2 separate regions of the Zea mays genome follow, and region 1 is linked to region 2. The links are chromatin contacts, called in public Hi-C maps. All regions are on one chromosome and are shown on one strand. The core of a region is the stretch at or near the end of the contact, and the rest is flanking DNA. Distances in the headings are between cores, read along the strand shown. Region 1 holds the start of LOC100285077. Region 2 holds the start of LOC103655810 (lysosomal Pro-X carboxypeptidase).

The links. A called contact is a pair of places that touch in the nucleus more often than the background predicts.
Region 1: a contact with region 2 is called in a Hi-C map of tassel, with 2.6 times the contacts expected there. The contact joins the promoter of LOC100285077 here to the promoter of LOC103655810 in region 2. A contact is called at or near these places in 2 of 25 Hi-C or Micro-C datasets (ear and tassel).

Annotation. Positions count from the first base shown.
Region 1 is chr4:196,462,789-196,468,754 of Zm-B73-REFERENCE-NAM-5.0, forward strand. It overlaps LOC100285077, which reads right to left and starts at 1,590. Exons shown (of 1, transcript NM_001165759.1): 1 at 175-1,590. The coding sequence starts at 1,568. The coding sequence ends at 642.
Region 2 is chr4:195,988,617-195,995,405 of Zm-B73-REFERENCE-NAM-5.0, forward strand. It overlaps LOC103655810 (lysosomal Pro-X carboxypeptidase), which reads right to left and starts at 2,155. Exons shown (of 7, transcript XM_020552289.1): 1 at 1,418-2,155; 2 at 1,238-1,350; 3 at 963-1,119; 4 at 630-908; 5 at 396-475; 6 at 241-290; 7 at 1-113. The coding sequence starts at 2,155.

The sequences.
Region 1 (5,966 bases), core at 340-2,839, 470 kb after region 2:
AAAACTTTATTATGGCATACCTTATGAAAAAATCCTAGCTACGCCTTGGTCTCGGTTCGTGAGCCGGACACCACACTACGCCATGTGTGTGTGTTGTATACCTTGCGTAGAAGAGTGGAGTTAGTTCTCATTCACTAATCATACATACACACCAACTTTTAACGCAAACATACTACATAAACACAAGCGTACGTACAATTCAACAAGTCACAACATGCATACGTGTACAGATTATGGATGATACACATGGGTGGCCTCTTCATGCTTTTGGAAAGGCCATGTCGTCCCATAGTATACACACAGCACAAGCAAGCACAAGTGCACTGCACTGCACTGCACAACCTCACACACACAATTCTAACTGCGAGATCGACTGAAAATAACAAACCAAAAGATCGGGGCAACTACTACTACCTGGGATCTCAAGAACATGCATGCATGGTGGTAGCCTAATAACGCTGCTGCCACGCCACTTTATTATCTGTCCTTGATTTAGCTTAATCTCCTGACTAATAACCACAGTTAAAAATCTGCACTTTGTAAGCGCATAGCCCTGTTGTCGCCATCAGGTCCGTCCGTCCGTTACAGCTAGCAGACGGCACGAGCGGGGTAGGGTGGTGGGTGGACGCTGCCATGTGCCATCAGCAGCGCCGGTACTGGCACGACGGCGCAGGAGGAGGAGGAGCGGCGGCGAGCTGCGCGCAGACCTCGGCGAAGGCGGTGAGGATGGCGGCGTGGTGGCGCGGCGCGTTGAGGGCGAGCAGGCGGCGGAGCATGCCGCGGAGGCCGTCCCAGTCGCACAGCCCCGTCTCCAGCACCATCTGCACCATGCTGTCGCGGAAGTCCGCGCGCGGGTCCGACGACTCCTTCTCCACCGCCACGCCCACGCCCACGCCGTCCTCCGCCGCCCTCCTCCTCATCTTCTTCTTCTTATTATTATGGCCGACTGCCGACGGCGCCGCGCGAGCTGGTGACGCCTGCTCCTGCTGCTGCTGCTTGTGGAGCGACGACGACGCTGGGTCTTGGTACTGTTGCATGGGGGCGGTGGGTCCAGCTCCGTACACGACGACGCGCGACGGGTGGCAGTGGTAGTAGTAGCAGCAGTCGGAGGAGGAGTAGGCCGCCGACGACGCCGCGTAGCCGCCCGTGCTGCGCGTGGCGGCCGACGACGAGGAGGAGTACGAGGAGAAGGAAGCCGTGGTAGAGGTGGAGGCGCAGGAGTAATGCTCACCGACGGCGGCGGCGCCGCCACCACTCCTCCTCCTTGTCGTCGTCGTCGCGGCAGCTTTGCTATTACCACCCCCACCCAACAGCTGGCTGCAGGGCTTGAGGAAGGACGGCAGGCGGAGCAGCCTCGACGTCGTCGGGCGGCACCCGCCGCACCCCGCGTCGGCCACCGGGGCGTACCGGCGCCGCCCCACCGGGAACTGCCTCCCGCCGCCTCGCTCTCTCGGTGTTGACGACGACATCGCCGGCGCCCGCCCGTGATGTGCTCTAGCTTCTGTGTGATGTGTCTGCTGGTAATTGCTTGCACGCTGCCCTGGTGCGTGGTGCATGCCTGCTTGCATATAATGCAACTATGCAAGTGTGTGGAATGTGGATGATGTATGACGGAAAGAAGCAGAGGAGGTGTGTGTATATATATATACTAGGTGGATGCCCGTGCGTTGCAACGGAAACATATCGTCAGTACAGGGAATATATTCTGGTGTACAATTTTCACTAAAATTCAAAATCAACGGACGGCTGGAACTGGAAGCCAGGTGTAGAGGACAACAGTGCGCGCCGTGCGCGGATGCCGGACCACAAACTTGCGACATCATATTCAGAAATAGCATCAAATGATATACAGTAGTTGTTATAAACATCCATCCTCAAACTTGCGACAACTTAACAGAAGCGACAAGGGTTTACACGCCTGATAAAATAACATCTCGATCTACATCAAGCCACCACTATTGATTTTATTGGCGGCGTTTATGTACTCGAATGATTTTATTGGTGTTTATGTACTCGAACAAACCAAATGTAGACATCGAACTACAACAAATGAGATAACAAAATTGTCCACCACCATAGCAACGGGTCCAACTGATTACCTCAAGCATACATTACGCATCCAACCCCGATAGCACAGAACCACGATCACCAATTCACCATAGAAGAAACATTTGCACAAGAGACGAACGGCAACGGAGCTGGATGCCTGGACAGCAGAGAACACGGAGGCAACCGCGCCTACAGGATTTGCAGCACCCCGGTCCAGACAGGGTAGATGAAGAGCAGGAGGATGCCAATGGAGTTGGACACGCCATTGCCCTTCCTGAAGGCGTTCCTGAGTCCATAAACACATGAACAAAAGGGATCAAAGACTACTGGTGCCTTCATCTTGACAACGAGCCATAACCCAAGTGGTCTTAAGGAGGCACCGATTTTACTGATTGAAAAGTTTGTAAACTATATGAACATTTTTGAACTAAACACAAAATCACGTCTACTGATAAAGCAACACAATATAAATCTGCTCAAAGGCTGCGAAATGGTGAACTCAAAATGTCAAGGAATCCACCTTCGCAAGCTTGATCTTTTCCTGGAATTCGTGGAGGCGGGTGCTGAGGCAACCGAAGCGGTTGATGTTCTGCTGGTCTTCCAATGTTACCCGCGTCCCGTGTCGTTGCATGCGGAGTGGAACCAATCCCCCAGCCTTCTTATTGCCCGCACACAAACACCCAGCATTCTTATCGCCTGCAGTTACAGATCATAACAAAAATGGCTGTTGCCAATGGAGTAAGACATGTTTGGGTTGGATAAAACAGTCTCATGTCCATTTCAAGCTGCAAGATGAATGCAATAGGCGTATGCAAATTGAAGCAACTCTTCTCATGACAGAGGGTATGCATTCCTAGTTGCAAGAAGAAATGAAAACATTGACACAAGATTTTGACAGATCAACAAACCAAATTTAGCAAATAAAGGAAACTAAAGCTTGAAGATCCTATGTATCTTGATCATCAATTCCTCGCTAAAGCTTTCCAATCAACCTAACATGTAAGGATTTATCTATTGCAGACCCAACATAGACAGAGGTTGGCCATTAAGTTATTTGTGCATCAGTTAGGAACCATTCAAGCAGAAGACGTGAAACTAATCACCCTAAGACTTTAGTGATATTTGTGAGGTAACACTAGAAGGGGTTTACAAACGACATTAACTTTGAGATTGAAGAGCTCTGTTGAGATCTCCTCCATGTAAACCCATTTGATTATGACCTGTGTAGACAAATGGCTAATAATAAGTCAACAATTTTTTCATGAAAAATGCCACCAACTTATTCAGTGTCTAGCACCTTCCTGGAAATATTTCTTAGCAGAGCGAACTCTTCCTTTGTCTTTTACTAAATAATGCAGCTGCACGAATAGGAGCAAAAGGAAAAGGAAGAATTGCAGTTAAATTTATGAGATTATATGTAGTTCATGAACATAGGAGCACATACACTCAGGGACGTCAGTTCTTGTTGGCACAACAATTTGCAGAAGGACAACTTGGTCGTTCCAGTCTGGGTTTTCCTCATGAAACTTTTCAAATGCCGGATTCTTTTGTGATATTCCCTTAATCATGTCAAGTCGATCAACACCAAACATTACATATCACATTATCAAAGAACACAAACTATATGAAGGAACAATAATATATTCAACACCAACAAAAAGATAAAATTCAAAGTGAAAGGAGTTACATAGGTATCAATAACGTGCGTGAAGGGGGGAAGACAAAACAAATAGTGACGGCTAAAGGATGAAGAAGAGTAGCAACAAGGGTTCTAGGCAGTACCTTGAGCTGCTGGAGGAAGAGGACCGAGGAGGTGTAGGCCTGGAAGCCATAGGAGAGACGGAACCGAGAAGGCCCACAGGCCACAGTGTCGTCTTCTCACTCCACCGCAACGAAGAGGATAATACTCACTTGAACTTTGAACATGTTTGTTTTTAATGGAACATTAAGCATATCTTGCAAGAAACAAAGAAATGAGTGTGTCATCGGCATCCCACAACACAGCACGAAGAGATCGTGGCCTTCTTGAAGACGCCACGACAGTGCTTCGAGAATGTGACCTGCCTTGTTACGCCATACACAAAGAAAATAGTAGATAATCAGAACAATTGATGCTGGTGTCTTCAACAAGATCGGCATCCCACAACACAGCACGAAGAGATCGTGGCCTTCTTGAAGACGCCACGACGGTGCTTCGAGAATGTGACCTGCCTTGTTACGCCATACACAAAGAAAATAGTAGATAATCAGAACAATTGATGCTGGTGTCTTCAACAAGGTCTTCCAAATTAACAATTGCTCAGCTGTTGTAATATTGATATCTCTTATCATTATGAAACAAAGCACCTAGGTATTTTCCTGTCTATTGATTTTATAACCTATCAAAAGACAAAAGTAGTTTTTAAAGCACCTATGATAATACTCGCTTGGGTTTGCCTCGTCTCACCCGATGTAGCTGGATTCTAGCACCACATCGAGCAATCCACCTTCACGGAGACGCGACCAGCACACCAAGGTGGAGGGCTGGGGCGGCAGACTCGGATTCGAAGGCGGGCAGGCGTGGGCTGGGCGGCGTGCTGAAGGCAGCGGCGACGTGGGAGGTGCGAGCAAGCTGCCTCCACGGAGCTGTGACCGGCACACCAAGGTGGAGGGTCGGGGGTCGCAGATCCGCATTTGGAGGGGGGCGTGCGTGGGCTGGGCGCTCGACGCCATTCCGCCACCGCCGCCGGCTCGCCCTGGTGAAGGGGACGAAGGATCCGTGACATGGTGGCGTCGATCCTCGCCGGCAGTTGCGATTCAGTGGGGAAGCGGCAGTTGCGATTCAGTGGGGAAGAAGCGCTGAGGACGGGGGCAGGGGCGGGGGTGGGGGGGTGTGGGGCAGCGAGGGCACGAGAATGGCGGATCGGCGTGATCTTAGGGCATGGGAATGGTGGATCGACGCGATCTTGGGGCTCAGGAGGCGGGGCGAGGGTTGAGCAGCGGGTAACGTGCGACCGTGCGCAGGCGAGGGGCGCTGTGAGGGGTCGAGCGATGGCACGCGGGGGCGGGGGTGGGGGCATGTGGACGCCTTCTTTAGGTACTTAATAGGAGTAGTATAGATTTGCCATCCAGCAGAATGCTCATCATCTATGCATGCATGCTGTCGCGTGTCCGTCTCTCTGCAGGTCTGCGGCGGTGTGGCAAGAGCTGCCGACTCCGGTGGACCAACTACCTGCGGCCGGACATCAAGCGGGGCAAGTTCACGCTACAGGAGGAGCAGACCATCATCCAGCTCCACGCTCTCCTCGGCAACAGGTGATCATTCTTCATCATCATGCACTTGTTTCGCTTGCCATGCATGACACAGCACAGCTCGTGTGCCTCGTGCTCGCGTCGGCAGGAATGGTCTGGATAGCATTCGTCACCTTCTCGTGCTCATTTGCAAGAATGATCTGGATAGCATTGCTTAGAGCACCGAAGGAGACACCCTGTGGTGTAGTTGCATCGGCTGTTGTTTGGTTAGTCTGGCACCCACTGATCAGAATGCCATTATTTGGCGCCCAGGCCTTAGTCACGGCATACACCTCGTCGACACTGTGAACCTCTTGCTCCATTACCTGCTCTAGCACACATAGAACCTATTACCTGCTCTAGCACTCATAGAACCTATACAATAGAGTGAAAACAATGCACCTACCCTTAAAATTTAATGGCGTCAGATTACCCTATGTACTGGTACACAAATTACCCCAATCAAACTCTGAATGTCATGGCACATAAATCATCTCAATCAAGCTCTGAAACTCGTGACACACAAAGCAGGAACTGAAATGTCACGTGGTAGACTGGAGGCTGCTGCATACTTACAAGTCCCCCCCCCGCCTTGTTCATCGGACGAGGATTCTGATTAAAACAGTGGGCAACTGTAGGGACACAAA
Region 2 (6,789 bases), core at 905-3,404:
GCTGTAGTATTGCTTGAGCCAGCGCGCTATGATCCTGGTCTCCTTCACTCGCACCTGCTTCAGCCACTCAGGGTCCTCCTTGCTGGAAAATCTCAGATCCACGTGGTGTGACCCTGCGATGTACACCATATATATGTTGTTTTAAACAATGTACAGATCTTATTAAATAGACAGGCAAAACACATGCACGCATAGTCGAATACATTACAAGGAATGCAGAAAGCTAAATTGCTCACTCACCTTTGGGCTCCACCAGCGCAATGATGCTGTCAGAGATGCTCTTCAGTACGCTGCGAATTGCCAAGAGGAAAAGAAAAATGTAACAAACTCTGGGTTTTTTTATTATATTCCTCTCGGAAAATTTTGTTTGAATTCATTTTCAAGTCGGCCATTACCCTCCAGTGCTCCACGGGTCCCGCAGCCCGTTGAAGAAGACGATGTTGCTAGCAGATTTCTTCAGGACATTCCCAATATCCTGAAACAAATTAAAGAAACCACTTATATACACATATTGACAGACAAAACAGAAAAGAAACGCCAACGAAGCCCGAAACCAGCCCAAAGCATCGTCGAACGGCAAGCAATTGAGCCCAGCCCAGCCCAGCTCAGCCCCAGCAGACGCCACTTACGAATCCGCCGAACTCGGTCTCGATCCAGAACGGGCGCGGCGGCAGCCCGGTGTAGTTGCGGCAGCTGTCGACGACGTCGGTGAAGTTGAAGGGCGACGGCTGCAGCACGCCGCCGTCGCGGATGCCGTACGCCATCACCATCACCTCCGTGCACGCCTGCCAGTTCCACCCGTCGTACATGCCGTGGGGGTCGTCGTCCTCCTCGGCGCGGAAGCACGCCGCCGCGCCCGTGTGGTTGTAGTACACGTCCATGGCGTCCCGGACCTGGGACAGCGTCAGCTGGGCGGTGCTGTTGCTGTTGCCGTCGTTGGCGGCGCCGGAGCTCGCCTCCGCCGACTCCGCCCGGCTGGCGTCTATGGCGCGGCACATGGCGCGGACTGGGTACGCCGGCAGCGGCGTCAGGAACCCCGACGGCGTCGGGTAGTCCGTCATGGCCGCGTACACCACCGCGCTCTCCAGCAGAGACGGGATGTCCTGCACGCTACTTCCACTGCATGGCGCATGCATGCATGTGCGTATCAGCGTATATATATATATATATATATAATAATAATAATAATGCCATCGACTTGACCGGGAATCCGGGATCCAGTAGTGGAAGAACTCACTTGCACATGGTGAATGTACGTCTCAGCTGTGCCTGGCCTTCTTTGGTGGCGAGCGCATCGTCGAGGACGTCCCACGACTTCCGGAGCACGTCGTAGCAGTGCTTGCTCTCGCTCTGGTGGCAACCAAGAAAAAAGAATCGAACCCAAACCATGCATGCATGCAGATAATTTCATATATACCTTGAAGTCGTCGGTGATGCGGTCGTAGAAGGCGTAGGGGTCGACGATGCCGTAGAAGCTGAGGATGGGCGCGGACGACGCGACGGCGCCCATGACGATGTGCGGGTACTTGAGGCGCATCCACGCGGCCAGCATGCCGCCGTAGGAGCCGCCGAAGACGACGACGGGGGCCGCCGGCGCGCTGAGGTTGGCCTTGAGGCTGAGCACGAACGACGCGTAGTCGGCGAGCGCCTGCGTGACGGTGAGGTAGCCCTTGGTGCGGGCGTCCCGGAACGCGGCCGCCCTGGTGCCCCCGAACGGCATGGACTCGCCGTAGTAGCGGTGCTCCACGAAGACGAGCAAGGCGCGGAACCGGGGCGCCGACTCCCACATGAACCCCGTGTTGTTGGTGAAGAGGTCCACGTCGCCCTCGTTGCCGGCGTACAGGAAGATGGGCGCGGTCGGGCCGCCCCAGAAGGTGTCGTTGACCAGGTACCGCTGCTGGAACGTCGCGTAGCTCGCCGGCGCGGAGTTGAAGTGGTCCAGCCGCTGCGTGTACCACCGCGTCTCGTACTGCACCGCCGGCGGCACGGACACGCCTCCACCACCGTCGCCGCCCGCGCGCGGTGAGGTGTAGTGCCGCTGCCGCCTCGCCAGCGTCGGCGGCGGCCGCCGGACGACGACCCGGCCCGCTTCAGATGGTTGGCATGAGAAGAGGAGAAGGAAGACGGCAGCGATGACGACTCTCTCCATGACCATCGACGTTGCAGATTAATCGAGAGTGACTCCTGGTGAATGAGAGAGGCTACTATCGATCTGATATCCTATTACGAGCTAGAGAATGGACTGATCTTTCTGTTAAGAGAAGATCGAAAATACAGTACGTACTAGTATATAGCAACCGACGTGCTTAAAAGTTGGAACTAACTAAACTAACTGCCGATGATGTGGGCAGGGGCGGATCTAGTAAACGGATATGGTAGTACACATGCAACGGATAATTATAGAGTTGTAATTATTTTATAAACAAAATAATTTATAATCATGCGGTATATATGTATACACATGTCATTTATTAGATACATTCATATACATGGTGTATATTTTATTTTGTTTTCTTAAAAAAATGTTTCTTTTTTTTAGAGAACAGGAGGGGGGGAACCCTACTGAAAAATTTATTAAAACTAGAAAATTACAGTTTAGAGCATACAGATAGTCATATTACACAAGGGAATGGTTAGTTATGACTGCCATTGCTGAAGCCAGTCAGGAATGGAGGAATCGAATCTTACCCGAGCTCTATGGATGACCAGGAGTAATTCTTTTATTAATTCATGTTTACATTGCTGTACCGTTGGATCTTTGTTCTGAAATAACCATGCATTTCGTCACATCCAAATGCTCCAAGTCATGAGGATAACTATCTCCATAGAGAAGGGAACATTGAGTTGTTGTTTGAGATTTGCCGAAGCCTCCTCGGGATTAGCAATTCTAGGAGGCGTCTGTTGGGGGCATTCGTCTTCCGAAGGTTCTCAAAAACATGATTTAACAATGTTTCTGGAGTTGTAATATATGAACAGGTATCTTCGAATTCGAATCAGAACCACAGTGGAAGAAGCACAAAGAACACGAAGGTTGATGCAGCGCCGAAGCTACGCGCAAGGGAGCTTCGGCATGACAGCAGAAAAGGAAACCGACTTAAAAGGGAAAAGGCTATTTAGACCTCGATGGATCACTAGAGTCATTAGTACATGTAAAGGGCATGGGTGTAATTTTACATGGGCTGCGTCCCGTGCCTATAAATAGATGAACAGTGCTCCCGTACTGTTCACGCTGACTTGACATTTGCTTTTGCATCACGTTCGTACCTTTGTTGTCTTTCAAGCCGAAGGTACAAAGTGTAATTTAATATTGTTTTTATTTTCTCATGATAATATAATGAAGATGAGTTGATAATGCTATATGACTGTTTATGTTATCTTTTTGTATTTTACACACTTCCTTCTATTACCTTCATACTTTCGATGTTCGAAGGTATGTCCTTCATGACTTTCGTCTGAAGATCATTATATCCTAAGGGAAATAATGTTTCGAAGGACGAAGGGCGTTGATATTTAACATTTTGTGTTGCCTTGTTATTGATTCATAGTATTTGAGAACAAGTCCCCAATAGCGTCAAACCAATTGAATTCCAGCAGGCCTTAGCAAAGTTGCATATGAGGAAGAGATGGTATAGTGTTTCCTCTTTTTGCCAGATACAGTTTTCGCACGTGTATGACTCAAGTGTCATGTTTTTCCTCCTCAGCATATTCCTTATGTTCAGTCTGTTTTTCAGCCACAACCAATAAAAAACTTTATGCTTTGGTTGACATTTATTTTTCCAAAGCGATTTGAAAATGTGGTGAACTTGAATATGTCCCATAAGATGCCTGTAAGTCTTCTTTGTAGAGAAAATCTCTGAACCCCAAATAAATTTCCAAATGTTCTTTGCATTGGTCACAGTGATTTGCCCCTATGCCTCATTTAGCTCAAGATACTGCTCGTAAGCCTGTGCAGATAGAGAGAGCTGAAAAATCTCGAAAAAATGTTTCTTTGTGTAGTACAATCATTTACATGTATGTTCTTTAAAGTTATGGATATCTGCGAGCCTTTTATTTTACTTCGTGTAGTTCCTCTCGGTCTAATCATCCTCATCATCGACTCGTATTGGACTACTACTCGTTTTCCTTCCGTGGGTTGGGCTGAAAGTCTGACACGGCCCTGGCTGTAGCCAGGCAGAATGTCCCACCATGCATCAGATGTCCAGCTTTCTGGCCCGCTCGTGAGTTCCACGGTAGGAAACGAGGAGCAAGTACTCCAACTCTAACCCAAAATGTTTGAGATCAAGCTCGAAACATTTCTGGAGATACAACAACCAAAGAACAAGTGCGTGAAACGGACTCATTTTCAGCACAGAACAGCACGGGAAGGACGACGGCCATTAACCTAGCTCCCTCGTCTTGGCAAGGTCGTTATCCCTGGTAAGCAATCCATGGTTAGACAGTAACCATATGAAAAGAAGTGAACTCTTGGTGGTATTTTTAGGTTTCCAGACCTAACCTAACTGCCATAAACAGGGAAAACTAAACTCCCCCACAGTTATTTATTGCATACAAGGACTCTGCATAGCACATACACCATCAGAAAAGAAAAGGTCCACATAATCTGATCATACTCATTATTAAGATACCTTCAATCAAGCTATCTAGCCCCTAGCTCATATCTATGTAATTCTCTGAAACGTGTCTTCTAAAAGACAACATAAGAGTGTGACCGTCCCAAACCCTCACTAATTGTTCTACCTCCTTGCTCATTAATCACATACAAAGGTAATAATAGCCAGGCTTGTATTACATAGCCCTGAAGAGGGAAAAGCATCAATGAACTCAGTTTGTATTGATCACTGGAATCAAATACATATTAGGAATTTAGGATCCTTAGTTTTGTACTTAAAGTCGACACAAACAGTGCAGTTGACATCTAAATCCCTCATGCACTTAAAAGTGCTAAGTTCAACTTGATTTGAATCTGCACAACCGACTCCAATAAATAATATCCATGCCGATGATCTGCCAACTTATTTCCCTACTTTTTTTTTTCTGATATAGATTTTTTAGAAGCCGCCTCCGTAAGGATAAGGCCAGTCTTAGACAAACTCCAGCCTCCGTTCAATATTTATAAAGACATGTGTCCTTCGTTTCCATCAATTAATTATATATAGAGGCGGTTGTCTGAAGACACATGACTATTGATTAATTAAAAAGGCATAATTGTCGAGATGTTCTTCTCTAAAGTTGACTATTAATTAGGTGGGCAATGGAAGGATTCATTTCTAGGGCACATTAGTAAGAGGCCAATTAAAGAAGTAGTTGTGTAAAAAAATATTCATAATTTTTCATGTAAAGTCCAATGAGGGGTTTTATAATAAAATTGTAGACCTTGGCGTTATCTACAACTTTACGGTTGGTAACTATCGAGGATTTCTCGGTAGTGAATTTTTATGTGGATACTCCACGTGATCTAGAGAAGAAAGTAAAGACACAAAGGCACGAGAGATTTATACTGGTTCAGACATTCCTGTGAGATAATACCTTACATTTAATGATTGGTGGCTATTTCTTTGCCAATCTGTCGTTTGTCGGACGCTCGATCCCTCCTTTATAATCTAAGAAGAGAGTTGGTTACAATAATGATAAGCCAAAATATTTATCGAAACCCACCCTGATCTATCAATCCCTTTTACATCGAGCATCTCAGTTACAACATCTTTGCTTAAATATGTCAATATATTTGTTGATCATTATCCTGATGCGAGGTCCTTAAGATTTGGCTCGGGTCTGAGTTGTGGGTGGTGGACCGAGTTGTACACAGTGAGTTGAACATGGTGAATCGGGTTGGTCACATATTCTAGTCCTTCGCATTACTATATTCTAAGGATGCTCTTAATGCATGTTGAATACTTATTTTCGATTGCCAAATGACATAAAAATAAGGCAACACAAGTTAAGAAGTCTGGACCTTCGTCCTCTAGTTATCACTTCTTTGAAGCGTTAACTCGAGGACGAAGGTCTTTTAAAAGACGCGAATGAAACAATATCAAATGAAGTAATAATGAATAACAAAATGTGGAACTCATCTTATATGTCTTAGCATAATCCATTCCATCTTCAATCATATTACAGGGATTTGCAAACATACCTTCGGTTTCTTGTCACAAGATAGCTCGATGGTACTTCGAAGGCTAAGTGAGATGAGGCTTGAGCTCTTCAAAAGGTGAATTTATGTAGGGTACTGTTCACCTATTTATAGGGAAGATGAAAAGCTTTGTGGGAAATTCAAACATGCCCATAAAGTTTACATACACGATTTACATACGATACATGTATAGAGTTGTCTTTTCTTTTTATTTCTTGCTGCACAAGTCTCAGACTTGACTGCTTCGTCACTTTGCACCCGAAAGCTTCTTCGTGCCGAAGCTTGCAGGTTTGAGTTTCTTCCTTGTCGTCCGTATGTACTAGATGAAGCTTCTCTCCACATTGCTTTGGCTATTCTAGGTAGCGCTTCGGTCGAAGGCTAGCTTCGTCCACCGTTATCCGTGTACCTGAAACACATTTGTTCACGCCGAAGTAAAAGCTTTATGAGGACCTTCGACAGAGTAGGCCCCCAACAATAGCCACTTGCGGAATGAGTTTGTTTCTTCGTAATGAGCTTAGATCGCAAAAAAATAAAATTGGGAGGCCTTATGCCGAAGGTCCGAAAAACACCTTCTCGAAGTTCGTTATGGAGGAGGTAGAACGGTTGAGTAAAAAGAGCTGGACTAGCGATTGAACAGACAGATATAAACTGAAGCACAC